5 separate regions of the Mus musculus genome follow, and all the other regions are linked to region 1. Evidence: chromatin contacts called from public ChIA-PET, Hi-C and HiChIP or PLAC-seq data. All regions are on one chromosome and are shown on one strand. Each heading gives the region's core, a stretch centred on a gene start, on an enhancer-like site or on the middle of the called end of the contact. The rest is flanking DNA. Distances are from core to core; before and after follow the strand shown. Region 1 overlaps Ttc7 (tetratricopeptide repeat domain 7). Region 2 overlaps Gm30421 (a long non-coding RNA gene). Region 3 has its middle 10 kb from the start of Atp6v1e2. Region 4 has its middle 59 kb from the start of Kcnk12. Region 5 overlaps Gm46609 (predicted gene, 46609).

The links. A called contact is a pair of places that touch in the nucleus more often than the background predicts. ChIA-PET counts read pairs in DNA pulled down with a chosen protein or histone mark. HiChIP or PLAC-seq counts read pairs in DNA pulled down with a chosen protein or histone mark.
Region 2: a Hi-C map of bone marrow-derived macrophages shows a contact between it and region 1, with 24 read pairs. The contact joins two enhancer-like sites. A contact is called at or near these places in 6 of 39 promoter capture datasets (the 3T3-L1 cell line, the HPC-7 cell line, embryonic stem cells and 3 more), 2 of 15 datasets of contacts at CTCF or cohesin (the NIH/3T3 cell line and pro-B cells), 14 of 484 Hi-C or Micro-C datasets (B cells, ECoMG myeloid progenitors, the HL-1 cell line and 10 more), 5 of 115 datasets of contacts at active chromatin or transcription factors (the HPC-7 cell line, embryonic fibroblasts, fibro-adipogenic progenitors and 2 more) and 1 of 9 other capture datasets (adipose tissue).
Region 3: a contact with region 1 is called in an RNA polymerase II ChIA-PET map of memory CD8 T cells, with 9 read pairs. The contact joins two enhancer-like sites. A contact is called at or near these places in 4 of 39 promoter capture datasets (the HPC-7 cell line, embryonic stem cells, hippocampal neurons and 1 more) and 1 of 115 datasets of contacts at active chromatin or transcription factors (memory CD8 T cells).
Region 4: a contact with region 1 is called in a FOXA1 HiChIP or PLAC-seq map of pancreatic cancer cells. The contact joins two enhancer-like sites. A contact is called at or near these places in 1 of 484 Hi-C or Micro-C datasets (embryonic stem cells), 1 of 115 datasets of contacts at active chromatin or transcription factors (pancreatic cancer cells) and 1 of 9 other capture datasets (embryonic stem cells).
Region 5: an RNA polymerase II ChIA-PET map of memory CD8 T cells shows a contact between it and region 1, with 52 read pairs. The contact joins two enhancer-like sites. A contact is called at or near these places in 1 of 484 Hi-C or Micro-C datasets (uterus), 16 of 115 datasets of contacts at active chromatin or transcription factors (bone marrow-derived macrophages, embryonic basal ganglia, embryonic forebrain and 11 more) and 3 of 9 other capture datasets (adipose tissue, embryonic stem cells and liver).

Annotation. Positions count from the first base shown.
Region 1 is chr17:87,301,140-87,303,839 of GRCm38.p6, forward strand. The region is part of intron 3 of Ttc7 (tetratricopeptide repeat domain 7); the gene reads left to right. Gm52284 (a long non-coding RNA gene) reads right to left here. Exons shown (of 3, transcript XR_003952233.1): 2 at 1,248-1,412; 3 at 242-497. Among named protein-coding and RNA genes, the nearest start is that of Gm52284, 4.5 kb to the right of the region's middle. Within about 2 kb of position 1,347, at least 136 of the 459 cell types and tissues checked have an H3K27ac peak or open chromatin away from gene starts, as enhancers often do. A contact at or near this core is called in bone marrow-derived macrophages, memory CD8 T cells, pancreatic cancer cells and 1 more, where this site is marked.
Region 2 is chr17:87,043,180-87,045,879 of GRCm38.p6, forward strand. Gm30421 (a long non-coding RNA gene) reads right to left here. Exons shown (of 3, transcript XR_877089.2): 3 at 1-2,700. Among named protein-coding and RNA genes, the nearest start is that of Gm30421, 6.4 kb to the right of the region's middle. Within about 2 kb of position 1,427, at least 10 of the 459 cell types and tissues checked have an H3K27ac peak or open chromatin away from gene starts, as enhancers often do. A contact at or near this core is called in bone marrow-derived macrophages, where this site is marked.
Region 3 is chr17:86,936,507-86,939,206 of GRCm38.p6, forward strand. No RefSeq gene overlaps it. Among named protein-coding and RNA genes, the nearest start is that of Atp6v1e2, 10 kb to the right of the region's middle. Within about 2 kb of position 1,440, at least 213 of the 459 cell types and tissues checked have an H3K27ac peak or open chromatin away from gene starts, as enhancers often do. A contact at or near this core is called in memory CD8 T cells, where this site is marked.
Region 4 is chr17:87,738,123-87,740,822 of GRCm38.p6, forward strand. No RefSeq gene overlaps it. Among named protein-coding and RNA genes, the nearest start is that of Kcnk12, 59 kb to the right of the region's middle. Within about 2 kb of position 1,284, at least 14 of the 459 cell types and tissues checked have an H3K27ac peak or open chromatin away from gene starts, as enhancers often do. A contact at or near this core is called in pancreatic cancer cells, where this site is marked.
Region 5 is chr17:87,607,728-87,610,427 of GRCm38.p6, forward strand. All of the region lies in intron 2 of Gm46609 (predicted gene, 46609), which reads right to left. Among named protein-coding and RNA genes, the nearest start is that of Gm46609, 4.5 kb to the right of the region's middle. Within about 2 kb of position 1,319, at least 84 of the 459 cell types and tissues checked have an H3K27ac peak or open chromatin away from gene starts, as enhancers often do. A contact at or near this core is called in memory CD8 T cells, pancreatic cancer cells and uterus, where this site is marked.

The DNA of each region.
Region 1 (2,700 bases), core at 97-2,596:
AAAACAATGTAAAGATTATGTTAACACACAAACACACACACACCACATACACACACACACACACCACACACACCACACACACACACATACACACATACACACACACATCACACACACACACATCACACACACACACACACATCACACCACACACACACACACACATACACACATCACACACACACACATCACACACACACACACACATCACACCACACACACACACACACACACACCACACACACACACACACACACACACACACACACACACACACACACAGTAGATTGTATATTTAACGATAGAGTCGTTCTTAGTAAGACCTTAGGTTTAATTCCCAATATCAAATATATGTAGGTACAAATATATATTTTTTCCAAGGGTCAACCATGGTGGTCCACTTTTGTAATGCCGGCATTTGGGTGGTGGAGGCAAGAGGATTGGGCGCCCAAGGCCATCCTCAGATGTATAGCAGTGGAGTTCGGAATACAGAGACTCTGGCTCAGAGAAACAAACAGTGAGAAGGCAAAGCATACATGTTAGCGTTGGCTAGACAGTGCTGTGCAATCAATCTCTAGAACTCTTTTTCTTGTAAAAAACGGAAACTCTGTTCATTAAACAGTACTTCCTCTTTGCATGCCCTTACCCCCTGGTGACCATCCTTTTTTGTCAAGGGGTACTTGGCCACTTCCCAACTTAGGGCTGTGAGAAGTAACGGCACGCCGGGCAGTGGTGGCGCACGCCTTTAATCCCAGCACTAGGGAGGCAGAGGCAGGTGGATTTCTGAGTTCGAGGCCAGCCTGGTCTACAGAGTGAGTTCCAGGACAGCCAGGGCTACATAGAGAAACCCTGTCTTGAAAAAACAAAACAAAACAAAACAAAACAAAAAAAAAAAAAAAGAAGAAGAAGAAGAAGAAGGAGGAGGAGGAGGAGGAGGAGGAGGAGAAGTTTGGATATAGAAACCTCCTCAACTCAGTTCTTGCGACTGCACACAGAGCTGACCCACGTGATGCGGGAGCTTATGATGCCACTGCTAAACAGCTGTGCTGTGCCATCTCCGTCCTTTCCTGTCCCCACAGTTGCCCACTTTGAGTGTGATCTGTGACAGCCATTGCCCACCAGACCTTTAGGTTAAAGAATAACCTAAGCTGTGTTTCCTTCCTTCTTTCCCGGCCACGCAGGGTGCCCATGATTGACAAACACAAGATTAACCGTAGGTGCTGTGGTGGGTGGGTGGAGACTGCTACCTTTTGGGAAAGGGAATTTCTCAGCAAAGGAAGCCTCCTGTCTCCACTTGTGTATCTGGGGCCCACAGCTTCAGGGGCGGGCCGTGTTGGAAGGCCTGCTACGGAGGTTGATGAGTCAGCCTGCACTGAGAGAGCTGGGACCACGGCCTGAGCCCAGGGCAGGACCTGAAAAATACAGCGTTGTTTTGCAAGGGGCTTTTCCTTGTTGGCCTTGTGTGTTTTCACAGAAAGTTCCCGTCTGCCACTGTGGCACAGGAAGCAGTGCCTGGCACTTCCTGGGAGTTATTGGTTTCCTGCCCAGAGCACAGGGTTGGCCCACAGCTGCCAGGATCCTTGGAGTGGGCTCCAGAGCTGCAGTCCTCTGCTTGGACCTGGGGCTGGGCTGTTGTTTGGCCACTTGTGTGGAAGGACTCTTGGGAGAAGGGGAGAACTCTCAGGGTTGGTGTAGATCTCTAAACATTGTGGGCAGGAAGTATGTCTTCTTTGCAGTTAAACCCAAGGATTTCTGGCTCTGGGAACCTTATCGGTCTTAAGCATGCTGGAAGTTATCCTACAGGCTCTAGAGAGGAATGAGTCAGTGGTAGAGAGCACAAACTGCTTTTCCAGAGGATCAGGTCCAGTTTCCAGCACCCACATGGTGGTCACAACCATCTGTAACTCCAGTCCCAGGGAATTACAGGTGATCGCTGCTATGTGGGGGCTTGGATTTGAACCTGGGTCCTCTGGAAGAGCAGCCAGTGCTCTTAACCTGCGAACTATCTTTCCAGCCCCGAATATTATAACTTCTAAGGAATTATCTGCATGTGTTCATCCATGTGTGTCTATGTTTGTATGCATGTATGTATTGTGTGACTGCACATATGTGTTCTTCTGCAGATGCGTGCCAGAGTCTTGGGTCTTATCCTCAGAGCCTATCTTTTTTGAGGCAAGGGTCTGTAGCTCAGCAAACAAGCCTGGCTATGGAGAAGGCCTCAGTAATCTGCTGTAGTTTGTTAGTGAGTTCTTCAAGATGTATTGTTTTTTAATGGAGGGCAGAGGCTCTCCCTGCCAAGCACCACAGTTAGCATGCCTGACTTTGCTTATTTCTGTGTGCTCCTTTCCATGTTCTTTCTAAGCAACAAACAGGCATCGAGCTGTCTCTGGGCTGGGGAGATCAATCATAAATAGCATGGTGGCCGTGCAAGGAGACACATGCGCAGAAGACATGGGGTGCAGGAGACGTGGGGTGCAGGAGATTTAGAACACTGGTAGAACTCTGCCTAGGATGTCTGGGTTTCATTGCAGAACCACACAGACAACCAAACAGAAAGTGGGAAATTCAGTTCGCGTTCTCCGCTGAGTCAGAGGGAAGGGAACTTAACCGAGGGGCGGGGGATTAGTTGCTTTCCTCCTTGCTGAAACTGATCCCTGAGAAAGGCAACTTAAGAAAGACGGGTTTATTCCAGCTTACGGT
Region 2 (2,700 bases), core at 177-2,676, 260 kb before region 1:
GTAGCACCCCACATTGCCCCCATGTTCTCAGCTGGGGTCAGTGCCTCTGATCTTTGGTTTGCACCTTGAGTAAAAACGGCATAATTTCCTTGCTGTCTTCCTGATGTGTTTTCTGGTCACCTCTGACTTTCACAGGACTCTTTCTGCCTTCTAGATTCATGGTGCTCTTGTGGTGTGTAGCATCTGCCTGGCACTGAGGTACCATTGTGTGTATATATATGTCTTTCCTGCACACATTTCATTATCACTGACCACATTGTAAACCCATCTGTTTGCTCAGCTCCGTGCGTGGACTCGTTATAGAATTTGGGCGTTATGCCTTGTGGCCCGAGTCAGGTCCTCAATGAGCAATTAAAACAGCTAAATTATTAAGTGGAAAGCAGAAAAAAGGGAGAGATTCCATGTGGCCACATTGGGAAGAGGAACAAAGAGATCCATCAAACCCTTCGAGTCTGTCTCTGGGGGCATGACATAAGGTCAAAATGTAAATAGAGGCCAAGGATGTGCACATCTAAGCAGTCTCAGTCAGGATGTGGTCCTGTCCACCACTGGTCCATCATTAGTTTCATCCCGCACTGTGTCTCTTTCCAGGAGAAAAGTTCCCCTTTTGGTAGCTGCCCTTCCTTCTCCCACCATGAGATTCCTAGGCAAGTTCCCATTTCTTTGGGATCCCTTGTTTCAGATGTCTGACAGATTGAGAGACACAGTATCTCTTTAGTGTATCTTCATGTCTGCCAGACCAGTTGTCACCTTAGTTGCTGAATGAATGAACTTAGTAGCTAGATGTTCATGAATGAAGTTAGTAGCTACTCATGATTGGTTAATACAGAGGGTTATATTCTCCTTTCACCAACTATGCTTAGGTCACTCACAAGCTCAAGAACGAAAGGTCTTGCCCAAGAAATACTGAGTCTATTCTGACTTGACTCCCCTCTTCTCTAAGTTGACTTTAGAAACCAAGGGCCGTGCAGAGACTTCTAACTGGGTCTCTGATAAAACACCAATCTCTTGTGAGAATATTTTTTAATAGAAGGAAGTATATTACTGGCTTATGAGACACTGTAATAGAAGCACTAGAATATGCTAGAAAGAACTCAGATATAGAAGACAACAGATTCAGGTCCGGAGTGTTATTTTCCTGCTGTGGGTTGTGTATTTTAAGAAAAGTTACTTCAAGTTGCTTGAAATGACTTTCCTCCCTTGTAAAGCGGGCAAACTTCTCCCGTGGCAGCTGTGAGAGCTACAGTACACATTGTAAATTGCCTAGCATGGCGCTCAGTGAAGACAGATGTTATAAACTCAGCAGAATCCCTTCCAAGCAGAATTGAAAATTGAACCTTTGCCTCCGGTCTGAAAAAGCCTGCGGGATAGCGCGCGTGAGAATCATCGCGCCATCTAGTGGCAGACTACATCTGAGCCTGCGGGATAGCTTGTGAAAGAAGCATTCGCGCCACCTAGTGGCTGACTACGTCTGAGGCGCACACCATCTTCTCCATGTACCCATGGGTGGTCATTTGATTAGTGTTGTTCAACAGACATTTGTAAATACCTGAGGGGTACCAGTCCCTGTTTTTGTTACTGAAGCTACAGCAGTGAACAAGATAGACATGGCCTTGCCTTTAGAAAGTTTGTCATCAAGTAGGGAAGACTGAACATAAACAATCGACAAATATAAATTCATTTTGTAAAAAGAAACATAAAGAGTGCGGGGTCCCATGAGTCTAAGGTAAAGCTTGCCTGGGGAAGTGACATTGAAAGAAGAGCAGATTGTGGCCACCTTAGGCATGGAGCAGTCACTCAGCAGCATCTCCCTGGACAGACAGACATAGCAACCCCACTGAGCTCAGGTGCCCAGTCTAGAACTGGGCCTCTCGTGTCCTCCATTGCATGCTGACTGCACCCTCTCCATGCAAGTCGAGTCCCACGAAGCACTGCTGATTTTTCATAGTATTATCATCTTGCCAACAAACTCACCCACGGTCCAAAAAATGACCCATGAGAGACGAGACTCAACGGCAGATCTTTCTCCCAGCAAAGTCCTCACTCTTTCCTCTATACAAGCTGTTCCCCCGTCACCCACCACGGCCAAACCCAGTTCTTTTTATTCTGTATGATACTGTAGAAAGAAGACCTTCAAAGGTGCCTGGGGAGAATGAAGATGTGAAGGGGCACTGATAGTGCAGTGGGCCACATGGGAGCGAGGAGAACTGGCTAGTCGCTCAACTCTGCATGACTAGAGAGTGAACCTCAGAGATCTGCCCCACTCCAGGACAGAGAGTATCTTTCGTTCTGCTCTCTATGCTCCTGTGATTGGAGATGTGTTGTAGATGATTCCAAAATTAAAATGATATGGGGGACCATTTGGAGGAAAGACATGCTTTCTCTGGAAACCCCTAGGAAAATGCAAAATGTGCTGCGCAGTGAGCACCAAAGCATCTCTGTGAAGAATGTAGGGTTGAGGCGTTTCCTGTTAACACAGGACTTTTGAATGATTGGCCCCAGATGGACTAGACAACTGGTCTCCCTAGCAGCAGGTCAGACTGGCTATTTGATGTACCTATTGAAATGGAGCCAAGACAGATACTGAGATCTGGGGTCCATCAGAAGGTTTAGTCATAGACCCCTGCAAAACAGATGGGGCAAACTTGGCACAGGTTCCTCTGTAAGAGTATGTTTGCGTTCAGAATCTGGGTTTCTTTT
Region 3 (2,700 bases), core at 190-2,689, 360 kb before region 1:
ATCAAATATAAAGTTATCAAAATGATTTTTTTTAATGATAAAGATAAAGAGAGAGTGAACAGTCACAAGAAATGTGTTAAACGAACTCATTTTGTATGAATACAGGTATACAAAAATAGTCACGCTGGAGTGAGCGAGGCTATGATATGGATCCAGGAGACTTCCATTCATAAAAGTGTGGGCTAAACCGAGAAATGGAGTAGAAATGTGTGACGCCGGGGAGAGAGAGAGAGAGATGAAATGGTTCCAACGTCTTCATGTATTTTTAAAAGGGATGGCAGTGGGTAGCCAACCACTGCGGTGTTGCATTTGGAAACATGTTTCAGAGTACTGTAACCATTTTACTTTAAAATGTCAATATTTGCAATATACCAGAAAGTGTATCCCATGTAAGGATTTAAACTGAGGGAAAATATTTGAATGCTTAAGCCTAAAAATGTACAAGAAGCTGCATGGATTTGTTCCTTAAGAAGTCTAAGAAAAATGTGTGTGTGTGCACATGCGTTTGTGTGTGTATGTGTGTATGCACGTGTGTTATGTGTGTATATGTGTGTGCTTGTGGTTTGTGTGTGCATGTGTGTGTGTGCACATTTGTGTGTGTGTGTGTATGTGTATTTATTTATGTGTGTGTGTACACAGGCATCCAGGGGTTGGAACATTCACAGGCATGATTGCCTGTGATGGAATTGGCATTTTCATGTACTAGGAAGCTGTCTAGAGTGCATGCAAAACCTAGGGTTGTAAATGTTTCCTGGGTCTTTGCCAGTCTTTCGCAGGCATTCTACAGGGAAGTGGAACTGTCATAGCTGGTTAGGTGGGAAGAGAGCGCTCCTTCACTCTATGAATTCTGTCCTTTTGATCTACTTATCTTGATGGTTCTCTCAAAAATGCCCTTCTCTGCCTTACAGATCTAGGTAAGTTCTGTCTGCTGTGCTTTCCTGTCCCATCTTGCCTCTCCCCTTTCTTTCAGGAAGTTTCCCGCATCCCAAGGGTCCCAACCTCAAAAGCAGGGGGGGGGTGGGAGGGGGAAGGAGGGGGGCGCCTGAAGCTGCCAGTCCTGTCCTCACTTCTTGGCTTGAACCTAAAGTTTTCTCATTCTGTTTCCAATCCTATTTCCTGGGCAATAAGATGTGGCTAATCAGAGCGCAGGGAAAGGAAATGGGCAGATCGCCTGGCACAGAGCTTGGCATGCAGTCGGAGCTGGGCATCCAGCTGCACGCAGCAAATAGTTACTAATGAAGCAGCGAAATATCGTTTCCGGACCATCAGGAAAAAGTCGGAGCATCTCCTTCCTCTGCACTCCGGGGACCAAGAAGAGTTCCCAGGCCCTCAAGCCTCCTTTAAGTAACTTGCCAACTTGGGGTGATGCAGCCGACCTTGCCTCCCCTCCTCCCACAGCTGCTGGGCCTTGGCACAGGCCCGGAGCTATGAGGTCATGCTCGTGCCACGTGACCGCTGCTGCATCTGTCAGCCGTGATACAATTACTAAGACAGTCAGACAGGGCGTTTATGACATTCAAACCTGCTCTTCCCTCCTCCTTCTCCTCCTCTTCCTCCTCCCCTTTCTATACTCTGGTCCCTTTCACAAGCAAGGGACCGTCTCAAAAGTTCAGGAATCTGAAGTGTATGCCTTCCAGCGCGACAACTTTAAAAGGGAGGTAGGAAAGGGTTGTTCCTGCTGCTGCAGTTTGAAAACCAAGCTTGAGCCCTGATCTTAAAATCTCTTCTGTTGAAGCAACTTAGCATATGCTTTAGCGGCCTCTTAAAAATTATGATACCCTTTAACTCCGATAACACAAGTCTGGGGTGGAAATACTTAAAACTGGGGCAGAACTTCAGGTACCCAAAAATCACTGCTCTACTAAGATAAACAAAATATGCAGTGACATTGAATAAGTTGAAGTATATAAAACAGCACAGCACTAGGAAGTCACTATAAATGATGACCGCAGGACTGGAATAACGGCTCTGGAGTTAAGAGCATTGGTGCTCTTCCAGGGAACTCTGATTTTTGTCCTCAGCACCTATGTGGTGACTGACCACTGTCTGTCCAGCTCCTGAGGATCTGTCTGGGGAGTACCAGACACCACCCACATATATGGACTACCCTTTTCATACATTCACTCAAAACACTCAAACACATATGACAATAATTAAGAAAATAAAAAAAAATCTTATCTGAGAATGCTTCCTGACATGGAGTATACATTAAAAAAAAAAAAAAAAAAAAAAAAAAAAAGGATCGGCTGGTACTTATGGCGTGCTTACCGTGTGCCAGTGCTGACGGAGGCTCTCTCTGGGATCCCTGGAAAGGCAAGCCCTCTCCTTCCAAAGGGATCTCAGGGTTAACCAGCTGACCAAGGCATGAGTGCTGACCAAGGCATGAGTGCTGACCAAGGCATGAGTGCTGACCAAGGCATGAGTGCTGACCAAGGCATGAGTGCTGAGACGGAAGAATTTAGTCGAGCCTTGCTTTGAGTTTGGTTCCTATTCATCTAGACTCTGACCCCCTGACCCTCAGGCACTTACTGCTTACCACAGTAGCAGCGGGTAAAATAAGTAAGTGAATAAAACCATTCTAAGTCACATGATAACTCTGCGTGTGCACCATTAGGCCAGCGATGTGCATGCATGTAAAAAGGAGACCCCCCCCCCATACACAAAACACCTAGGAAATGGTGTGGGGTGTGGTGGTCCATG
Region 4 (2,700 bases), core at 34-2,533, 440 kb after region 1:
GACCACGGGAGAGATGATTTCATCTGTCTCCTAAAGCTGAGAACCCTCACATTACTAGCCTTGCTTAGACCACAAGGCTAGCTTTTGCTAAGGGGAAACCTCTTTCTGGGACACTTCCTTACTCCTTAAACCTAGCTTCTTTGCCAGGTGTGGTGGCATTCACCATTACTTTCAGTGGTTGGAGGCAGAGGCAGACAGATGATCTCTGTGAGTTCAAGGCCAGCCTGGACTGGATAGTGAGTTCCAAGACAGCCAGGATTACAAATAAAGACCTTGTCTCAAAAAAGAAAGAAGAAAGAAAGAAAGAAAGAAAGAAAGAAAGAAAGAAAGAAAGAAAGAAGAAAGAGAGCGAGAAAGAAAGAGAGAGAGAGAAAGGAAGGAAGGAAGGAAGGAAGAAAGAAAGAGAGAGAGAAAGAAAGAAATAAATGGAAAACCCCAGCATCTCCCTAATGGAGCTCATTGTCCTTCCTGGCTTAGCCTATTTGTCCTCCAGGGTTCTCAGTTTCCATGTGGTCTCACTTCCAGCCACCTACTTAGCCTGAAACCTGGGGCCTCTTGGACTTACAATTTTTGTTAGGATTGTGTTTATTTGGTGTGTGTGTGTGCACATGTTTGCCGTGACACATTCGTGGAGGTCAGAGGGCAGCTTGCAGGATCCGATTCTTTCTGTCTGCCATGTGGGGTTGAGCTTGAATCTTCAGGCTTGTCACCTGATGTGTCGACTTCCTGAGCTGCCTCACTGATCTTTCTCTCAGACTTCTGCCCACAAGCGGGCACAGTCATGGCTTCTGTCGGCCAAGCCCCCCTCCCTTCCACAGACTTTTCTTCCCTTGACATTCTACAGGATGAGCTGAAACTGCTTTGGCTTACGAAGCCTTTCATGAGGCTGACCCTCAGTCACATCTTCGTTCTGTCACCCCAGACCTGAGGCGCGAACGATATGCTCCTTTCTGGAAAGAGCCTGCCTCTGTTTGTCTTCAGTGCCGCTCCCTCTGCCCGTGAGTAGGCTCCCTGGAGCCTCCTCTTCCTATGGACTCAGTGTGAAAGCTTTCTCTGCAGCATTGGAGTGACCACAAGTTTTCAGTGGTCCCAGCATCCACAAGTGACTGTGGCTACAGACCCTCCCCGCCTGTGCTGACACGCCAGAGCCTGGAGTCCAGGGTCTGCCGCGCTAACTCGTTTTCTCATTCTTTTCCCTCAGCCTCTGATTCAATAACCCCAAACTAGAGAAGCCCTTAACTTCTGCGGCCCAGGACAAACTGGAGGGGGAAGCATCATTAAGTTTTGTAATTATGATAAATCTACAAGTCTCTTGTCCAGCAGCCTGACCTGCTGCATGCTAAGTTCCCTTTTCTTTGGTACTCATTAGGAACACAGATATCTTCATAGAAAGGTGACCAACCACAGAGGAGGCAGGGTGAGCGATTCCACCTAGGCATTCGCCGTTGGACTCCTAAAATGTCATTCAGGAATCACGAGGTCTTAGGACCTGAAAAGCAGCGAAAGGTCACCTGAATCATTCAATGAAGAGATGTATGTTCCACACAGCTGGGCCACAGCTGGAGACCCTCATCAAACACAGAGCTGGTGGGTGACTGAAGCCCAGGTGTGTCCAGAATTTTAGCCTAGCTAATGGTCTTAATTGGACACAAGGCTGTTAGAAGCCAACTTTCCAGAAATGCTACTGGTCAGGGTGCTTTAAGTGGGAGGGAGTGTGACTCCACAGATGGTGAACCAATTGAGCAGCTTTCTCTAGCATTAAAACAAAAGGCAAAAACTGGTATGGAGTCAGTGGTTTGATGAAACTTCTTTTATTTGTTTCTATTTTATGTGTGTGAGTGTTTTGCCTGCATGCCTATTCTTATCATGTGTATGCAGTGCTCAAGGAGACCAGAAGAGGGCGTTGGTCCCTGGAACTGGAGTTACAGCCAATTGTAAGCAACTGGGATTCCAAGAAGCTGGGATCCAATCTTGGCCCTCTGCAACTGCTCTTAACCTCTAATCATGTCTCCATCCCTGATTAAACTTTTTGTTCCATTTTATCATGTAATGTCATGAAAGTCCCTGCTGTAGACAAGGAGAAGGGAGAGGCTGGTACATTTGGTTGGTTGCGGTCAGCAGGGGTAGAGTTTAGGATGCTGGAGAGTTTGTAGACTTTGGCGGGTGGGGCCAGGAGAGGTGGGTGGAGCAAGGGTGGGTGTGGCCATGGATTAGGATGCATGGAAGATGATAAAGGAGGTAGAAACTGGTTAGGAAGTTTAGGGTAAAAAAGACCCCAAAGAAAAGTAACCAGTTTCTTTCTTGGCTAAAAGCAGGAAATGTCAGGCCTACCCTGGCTAGAGCTCAGAGATGCCAGAAATGTTTAAGCTCAAATGTCTCTGGTTCTGGTATGGTCAGAGGCTGGGCAACGGGAGGGTGTGTGTGTGTGTGTGTGTGTGTGTGTAAGTGTGAATGTGTGTGTGTGTTCCTTATCTCGATTTCCCTGAAAAAATACCCACCTCCTGGAAATAATAATGACAATCTAACTGAAAGTTCTAGACACGTGCCATGGGAACTGGGCTGACCAGCTTGCCTTCCCCCTCTCCCTTTCCCCAACATTATTAACTCCAAGGCAGCCAGGCTTAGTGGTACCCTATTTCCTGGTATCCTCCCTGCTACAGAGGACCTCTGTTCTTTTTCTTTTCCTCTTGTAAGTGTTTG
Region 5 (2,700 bases), core at 69-2,568, 310 kb after region 1:
CAAAAAGAGTTTTAATTGTGATAATAAACAGAGGGAGCTGGAGAACTGTCTCAATAGCTAAGAGTGTTGGCTCTCCCAGAGGACCTGGGTTCAGTTCCCAACACCTACATGACAGCTCACAACTGTCTGAAATTCCAGTTCCAGGGTGCTCAACACCCTTACACAAACATGTATGCAGGCAGAATACCAATATGTATAAAATAAAATCATTTTTTTAAAAAATGGGAGGTAGTTTGGATATATAGGGAAAGTGTCATATAATGATGACCTACAAGCCAAGAAAAGGGCATGAAGTCTCTTTAGGGCCTTGAAAAGAGAGGCCTGTCAGTGCCTTGGTTTAGGGCATCCGGCCTTCTCAACCATAAGAGAGTAAATTCCCTTTTTTTTTTTTTTTTTTTTTGGTTTTTCAAGACAGGGTTTCTCTGTGTATCCCTGGCTGTCCTGGAACTCACTCTGTAGACCAGGCTGGCCTCGAACTCAGAAATCCGCCTGCCTCTGCCTCCCAAGTGCTGGGATTAAAGGCTTGCACCACCACTGCCCGGCAACTATCCAGGCTTGTCGTGAGTGCCTTTTCCTATATCATATTCAGTGGTGCACAGTCAGCAGTATCCATTTTATACTAGGCCTGGCCAGGCAAAATCTGCTCATTGGTGCAAGGGCAGCAAGTCTGTTTATTGGAGAAGCCAACTCCACAGAGGGAATTCAGATCTGGTATTGTAAACCGGGTCCGAAGCCCATGGCTGTGGGGTCATACCCTTCACGTGTTTTCCTAAATGGGCATGATGTCAAAGCACCTTTCAGAAAATGTCTGTCTCCATGGGTTGGTCCTACTGTCAGCTTTTCTAAAAGCTGTATTTACTTACTGAGTTGTGTGTGTGTGTGTGTGTGTGTGTGTGTGTGTGTGTCTGCTTGAGTTTATGTGCAACGAATGTGTATAACATAAGAGAGGTCAGAAGCCCATCAGATCCCCAGGAACCGCAGCTATGGGTGGATGTGAGTCACCTGAGACGGGTGTTGGGAACCAAACCTGGGTCCTTTGCAAGTGCAGTAAGCACTTTGAACTGCTAAACTGTATCTCCAGCCAGTGCTACCTTTAGCTTTGCTCAAAGAAACCTTTTCTTTGTTTCCATGTGTGGTGGCGCAAACCTTTAATCCCAGCACTCCTAAATGGGCATGAGGGCAGAGGCAGGTGGATCTCTGTTAAGTCCAAGGCCATCCAGATCTACAAAAACAAAAAGCAAAACCAGCCTCTATTTGCAGTAGGTAGCTGTAACTGCACAGACCACAAACAGGATGTCTGTGTAATCCCTCCAAGGTAACAATATAAAGAACAAACCGAAAGAACACGCACGCTGAATCACAAGGTGGACTGTTGTAGAGGTTGGCCTTCCAGGTGGCCATAGGACACAGCCTGTCCGCATCCTGGGGTGGGGCAGGGAGGAGCTCGGGACGCCTCCACCCACCCTGAGGAGCTATAGGTTGCTGGAAGAGGGATTTTCTTTCGTGGGGTAGCCATAAGGTGGCCCACGCTCAGGTAAATAACCCACCATCCATGTTCCTGTGAGTGACCCTGATGGAACTCACTGAGCCTCACAGAGCATTGGGACACGCACATACACAAGCGCGTGCTCTACACCACAGCAATTAGCCAGAACCAGAAAAAGGACCAGCTACTACAGGAGGGCGAGAAGAGAGCTCGACTGAGAGTGAATATAATCAAAATACATTTTATGTATCTATAAAAAAAAGTCATAACGCAATCGTCATTATAATTAACACATACTAATAAAATATAAAATACACAGATAAAATAGTGCTTAAATCGTCCTTTTCCCCAGATGTTCCCAGTCTTTACCGGGTTAAAGATGCGCCATGGTCACGTGACGTGAGGGGCTGGCAGCCGTGTTGAGGAAACATCAGCTCAGGCGCTGACCAAGGAAAAAGTATACAAGGTGCAACTGGTTGGACAGGTTTCCTCACAGACCTCAGTAACTTAATCCCTAAGAGACTGAATTTTAAAAGTAATTGATTCGGTGAGGGGTAGCTGAGCAGCAGCCACGCGCGTACGCGAGCGAGCAGGGCTTGTCTTGCCGGCCTGGGGAAGACGGATGAGTCAGCCCTCTTCCCTGCCCGGGAGGGACCGTTTCTATGAAGATTCACCTGTGCAAGGTGTAATAGGTCAGAAATTAGCCACTGTGTGAGTAACAGGCTGCGAGGGTTCAAAATCAAGAGAATGATTCATTCCATCTGGGGGGAGAGTATCGTGCCACTTCGCTGCGGGGGCGATGTCTCACTAAGCAATGTCTGGCCAGAGTCCTCGGCACTGAGAGAGCAGCATTGTGTGTCATCTAGAGAAAAGCACCTACCAGGAAAGTTCGAGTTTTCCCCAGAGTGTTTCGTTGATAATGGATTTGTGCTCTCTCCTGGGTGAGGACAAAGAAGGCTCTCCATTCTTGGCATGCGCAGAGGGTTTCCAGACTCCTGTGCCTCTGACCATCCACTCCAGGACAGAACTCACTTTTGCACAGTTGAGAAACACAACATGAAATGTATATAGAAGATGTGGACCTGCTAATAGGCTCTTCCCAAATACAGTCTTTTAAAATAAAAGATTTGTTTATTTTTATTGTATATGTATTGGTATAGTGCCTGCATGTATGTCTGCACAGCTCATGCGTGACGTATCCTCAGAGGCCGGAA